Linked DNA regions of Oryctolagus cuniculus: region 2 is linked to region 1. A link is a contact called in public Micro-C data. All regions are on one chromosome and are shown on one strand. Each heading gives the region's core, a stretch centred on a gene start, on an enhancer-like site or on the middle of the called end of the contact. The rest is flanking DNA. Distances are from core to core; before and after follow the strand shown.

Region 1 (2,527 bases), core at 18-2,517:
CATGCAGGCAGCCCCAGGTGCCCTGGATCTTGCAATGGTCTTCACCAGCTGTGGACTGCTGGGGTGGACGCTCTGAGGGCGCTGTGTCATTCCCAAGCATGTCCGTCTCCCCTGTGCCTCCTGTATTGCGCCACATGCCCTCACCCACGCTAGAGCCCCGCCTGCAACCAGCCACTCCCTCGGAAGCCAGAAGGGCCAGATCTGGCCCGGGGCCAGGTTCTGAAGCCGCAGCACGGGGCAGAGAGAGGCGGTGGTGGGTGTGGCCGGGAGCCTTGTGTTACACATTCAAAGCCTAATTTTGGATCCCAGTCATCTTTGTAGCCAAGCCTGAAAGATCACCGCTGTTGCAAAATGAACTCAGAGCTCTGAGGAGCGACCCGGGCAAGTCCTCAGCGCTCTTGCCCAGCGCTCCTGTCAAGCTGGGTTTGTTGGGGTCTTCCCCCTGGTGCGTGCTTAGCTCTTAGGCAACACTGATCGTCTTTCAGCCCCATGCTAGCTGAGCGCTGTGTACAGCTCCCGAAGTGCCTCCGCTCACCAGAAGCCGCTCCGGCCTGCCAGGCATCAGTCCCTTGCGGTGGCACAACGCAGACAACAGGCCCGCCAGGGGAGGGAAGCTGCAGGTGAGGGCAGGCGGCTTCCCCTTTAACAATGGAAACAACTCGGACATGGGCCCCGGGAGCCACAGCCAGACAGACAGACAGAAGGGCCGCTCCCCACTCTGACAGGGCGGGTGGGCACGTCCTGGGCACAGGGACGGCCGCCACGCGCAGGCCGCAGCCTCCCTGGCAGGCGGCGGCGCGGGCTGCGTGCTCGCTCGCTCGCTCGCTCGCTCGCGCGCGCGGGGCTGGCCAGCCGGCAGCCCAGCAGCTGCTTGTAATTAGGCGCCGCCGCTTCAGAGGAAGTTGCTGGCTGCGGAGCGCGTGCTCGGCCTGGCTGCCGCGCCGAGGGGAACAATGGAGATAGAAAGTAGTGGCAGCCGGGGAAGGGGAGGAGCGGGCCGGGGTGAGGACGCGCGGCTGCGCTCCCAGGCTCCCCGCCCCCGTTCCTAGTCCGAGAACCCGGTCTGGGCGCCGCCGCCTGACCTCTGGGGCTACCCGGTACCTGCGGGACATTGGGTTTCCAGAAGTGCGGCTAGCTGACATCTTGAACGGCACGCTGCGGCCTCGTTTTATCTGACTGGACCGTCTCTGTGGAGCCGGCGGCCGCAGGGGAAAACAAAAGACTTCAGGATGCAAAAGGCACCGGCTCTTGGCGCCACACTCTTCAGTATCTTGCTAAGAAATGCGCCCCGGCTGGCTAGATCAGGAGGCAGAGAGAGAGAGAGAGAGAGAGAGAGAGAGAGAGAGAGAGAGAGAGAGAGAGAGAGAACTTTGCAGAAGTGGAATGTGGGTTAATTAACAAACTTCCCCCCACCCCCTGCATGGAGAAAGACTTAACTAATGTCTGGTTCCTTATACTTTCCAAGATTTCTTCTTCCAGGCTTCCTTATTAGAACCTAACAGGAAAATGAAAACAGAGGAAGGGGCTGGGTGACTGGGACTTGGGGGCCCCTGTCCCAGGAGGCCGCCCACGACAACCCGAGTTTGGAGTCCCCACAAAGTATCCCGGGTTTTGGCCAGCTCAGGGAACATTTTGAAGACCTCCCATCAGACAAGTGGACGGGGCCTGAGGGTTCTGCGACCTCAGCGTGAGCCCGCTCCACTTGCACAACTGCTGATTTCTGTTGCTTTAGAAGGGCGGGTGTCTTACCTGTTACTGGGCACCCTGGATGTGTAAAAGTGACAGCCCCACACAATGACACATTATTGGCTTGGGCTGCTAAGTGAGGAGGCAATTTCATAACCTCTCCCCCTCGTCGTTGCCTGGCGCGAGATGACTGGAAATGCTATCAATCAGTAGGCACGAATGCAGGAGAGTGCCCGGCATGGACGTGGGCATGGCAGTTTTGCTCCCTAATGATTAATGAAAATAAATGATGAGGTTCTTCTCTCCAGGACTGACTGCGGGCCTGCCGCAGAGACTGTGGTGACAGCTCAGAAGGATTCTTCCAGAAAGGTTCAAATAGGTACGGATTTTTCTTCCTTTTCCTTCTCTTCCCTCCAACCTAGGTCTTAGATTTTTCTAAGCACACCACTGACCCCTCCCCCGCCCTGGCCCCCCACACAGTTAATTTCTAGAGCTGTGGGACTCAATACAGTTGCCACTAGCCACAGTGACAATTTAAGTAAACAAACATTAAATGAAAATTTTAGCTTAATTCTTCAGTCATACTAACCATATTTTTTTAAAATTTTTATCAATTTGTTTATTTTTATTTGAAAGGCAGACAGGCAGCGGCAGAATACAGAGAGAGACCTGCCCTCCAATGGTTCACTTCCCAAACGTCCTGTAACAGTCAGGACTGGGCCAGGAGCCCAGAACTCAATCCGGGTCTCCCACATGGATGGCAGAGAACCAGTTACTTGAACCATCATCTACTGCCTCCCAGGGTGTGAATTCTCAGGCTGCTGAAATCAGAAGCAGAAGC
Region 2 (2,527 bases), core at 13-2,512, 550 kb after region 1:
CCTCCCCCAGCCTCCACTGCAGAGAGGAACTGGAGTCTTGGCCTTCCTACGAGCATCCTGGCCGTGGGCTCCGCTCCGACGTCACCGGCCGGAGCAATCCTCCAACGTCTATGCGGATTTTGTTCCAAATGCAGAATTTACAAGAGAAATCCAAGCAGCTGCGCACCAGGAGGGCACAGGGCCCAGCAGGATGCTTTGCTCTGAGGGTTTTCACCCGGAGGGCCTGCTAAAACTCCCCCAGCAGTGGGGATTCGGTAGGCCTGGGAACTTGCATTTCCAACAAGCGCCCAGGTGATGCTACAGCTGCCGGACTTCAGCCCAGCGGCGTTCCCAAATTGTCCATACAGGCTGTGAGCTTCCTTCCTGAACCACCCCACTGCACCACCCCATTCACTGCCAAGGAGGAGGAGGCCCGGGGCTCGGCCGAAGGGCCCAGCCAGCCGCCACGCAGCCTCAGCGCTGGCGGGCGTCCGCCTCGTCCCGCGGGTGGACTCGTGCCCGGCAAGCGGTCACCCTTGGTACTGGTCTGCCTTCTGAAACCGGAAACGGAGCAGTTAGCACGTTCGCGGGGGAAAAAGCCTATAGGTCCTGGGCAACATTCCGTTTGGGCTGCAGACGGATGCTGTTTCCTGTGCGTGAATGGCCTGGCCCGCCGCGGGGTGTGTGCGTGCGTGTGGGTGCGCGGGTGGGTGCGAAAGCGCAGGATTCCGATCTGGGCTCCCACGGCCTCGGGGCCCGCGCCCGGCGTCGCAGCGCCGCCTTCTTTGTTAGGGACGCCTGCTCCCGACTGCTTCCTCCGAGTCCGCCGAGGACTTGTAAGCTCACAGGGCTCCAAAATCGCGCCCCGGGGGACTTTGTACGCAAACTCCTCCATCTCCCGCAGGCATCTCGCAGGCCCTCCCGGCTCGGGCGGTGCGTGCCGGGGCTGGCGCAAAGCCACCACCGCCCCCCTCACCTCCCCCACCCCGGCCCTCGCCTCGGGAGGCAAAGAAAAGTCGGCCGTGAGTCACCAGGTCCGTGTGGGTCGCGTGGGGGTTGGAGGAGGAGGAGGAGGAGAGGGGAGCGCACCCCGAGCCGGGCGGCGGTGGGTGGAGAGAGAACTCATTTTGTGTGAAGAGGGCCTCGAGTCACCAGGGAATTCCTGGATTGTCTCGGGCTGTCGTGCGCGGTGTCCATCACGCCGCGCGAGCACCATCTGCTCGGTATTATGCTCGCAGTTGCCAGGCTACCTGCTGTACGCAGTAACACTTGACTGCCCGGCCCCGCCAGCGCCGCGGCCGCGCGCCCGCCTGATTGAGCCATCTGCGCGGGGAGGGGCGGTGCGCCGCGGCCCAGGCCGAGCTCACAGCGCCATCTGCTGGCGGCGCGGCGGCTCAGCAGCTGCGGCTCGCCAGCCTCCCCCGACCCTGAGCCGCCTGCAAAAGGCTGCAGCCCCGGGGGCGTGCTCCCCGCCGGCCGGCGCCCCCAGCTCACTCTCGCCCCGCAAGTCTTTTGTGATCCACCCTCCCCGGAGCCGGCAGCCTCTGGTTCGCCGCCAGCAGCCCCCCATCCCTCTCACCCAACCACGACGCATGTTCTTGAAGACACTTGAGAGAAAGAAAGCTTGCCCGCGCACAGATTTATAAATAAACAGCTGGCTGTTCTTGGGAGATATTTTTACCGCGGCTGGTTTTTTTGTTTGTTTGTTTTTTGTTTTTTGTTTGTTTTTTTTTTTTTTTAAGTTGGAAACCTCCTCTTTTAGGGAGGTAAGAGTGGTAGGTTATTATTATTATTATTATTATTATTTTACATCTCCCACCTCACTTTAGCCCTTGGAAAATGGCTAAGAGCTTTCCCTGGCTCTGATTTCTTGTGCCTCCCTTTATTTTGCTGAAACGTGACAGGGTCTGCAGAGAAAGGAAGATCCGCGTCGCCCCCTGGGTTGGACGGGAAGAGGCTGGGTTGAGATACCTGGGAGCACGCCAGGGAGGTCGCTGGGTAGGGAGTGGAGAACGGGCCAGTAATTAAAACTAAAAATACTGCATCATTCGGCTTCAAGGCATCGCGTTTCGCGTGACGAAGGCACAGCCTGGTTCTTTCTAATTGCACAACCCAGTGTGTGGCCTCCCCACACACAGGAGCCAGGGCTCCAAAGGCTGACAAGCGACAGCCTTCTCCCTCTGGAAGGCCTCTTGGAGGCTCAGAGAAGCTGCCTTGGGTGATGCGGTTGGTGCGGCAGCCTGGCTCCCACGGCAGGGCAGGGGGCGCGTCCTCACTGGCTCCCGTGGGAGACAGGGCCCGGGCGCGTCCTTACTGGCTCCGTGGGACGCATGGCACAGGGGGCATCCTCACTGGCTCCCATGGGACTCAAGGCACAGGGCACTTCCTCACTGGCTCCCGTGGCACGCAGGGCAAGGAGTGTGTCCTCACTGGCTCCTGTGGGAGCTGGTTCCATTGCAGGGCGGCCCTTTAACAATGCACATAGGCCCTCCTGCCCGTGGTTCCCCAGGTTTCCAGAGGGAAGCCTGAAGGCAAAAGCAGTACAAAG

Evidence for each region. Hi-C and Micro-C count contacts between places; a contact is called where the count stands out from the background.
Region 2: a Micro-C map of ear pinna shows a contact between it and region 1, with 3 times the contacts expected there. The contact joins the enhancer-like site here to the promoter of LOC127483147 in region 1. A contact is called at or near these places in 5 of 6 Hi-C or Micro-C datasets (ear pinna, embryonic fibroblasts, liver and 2 more).

Annotation. Positions count from the first base shown.
Region 1 is chr8:24,515,229-24,517,755 of mOryCun1.1, forward strand. LOC127483147 reads right to left here and starts at 1,268. Exons shown (of 2, transcript XM_051819479.2): 1 at 536-1,268. The coding sequence starts at 1,142. It overlaps LOC127483150 (a long non-coding RNA gene), which reads left to right and starts at 525. Exons shown (of 4, transcript XR_007909101.2): 1 at 525-620; 2 at 1,995-2,065.
Region 2 is chr8:25,061,294-25,063,820 of mOryCun1.1, forward strand. The region is part of intron 2 of MAML3 (mastermind like transcriptional coactivator 3); the gene reads left to right. Among named protein-coding and RNA genes, the nearest start is that of MGST2, 46 kb to the right of the region's middle. Within about 2 kb of position 1,263, at least 5 of the 8 cell types and tissues checked have an H3K27ac peak or open chromatin away from gene starts, as enhancers often do. A contact at or near this core is called in ear pinna, where this site is marked.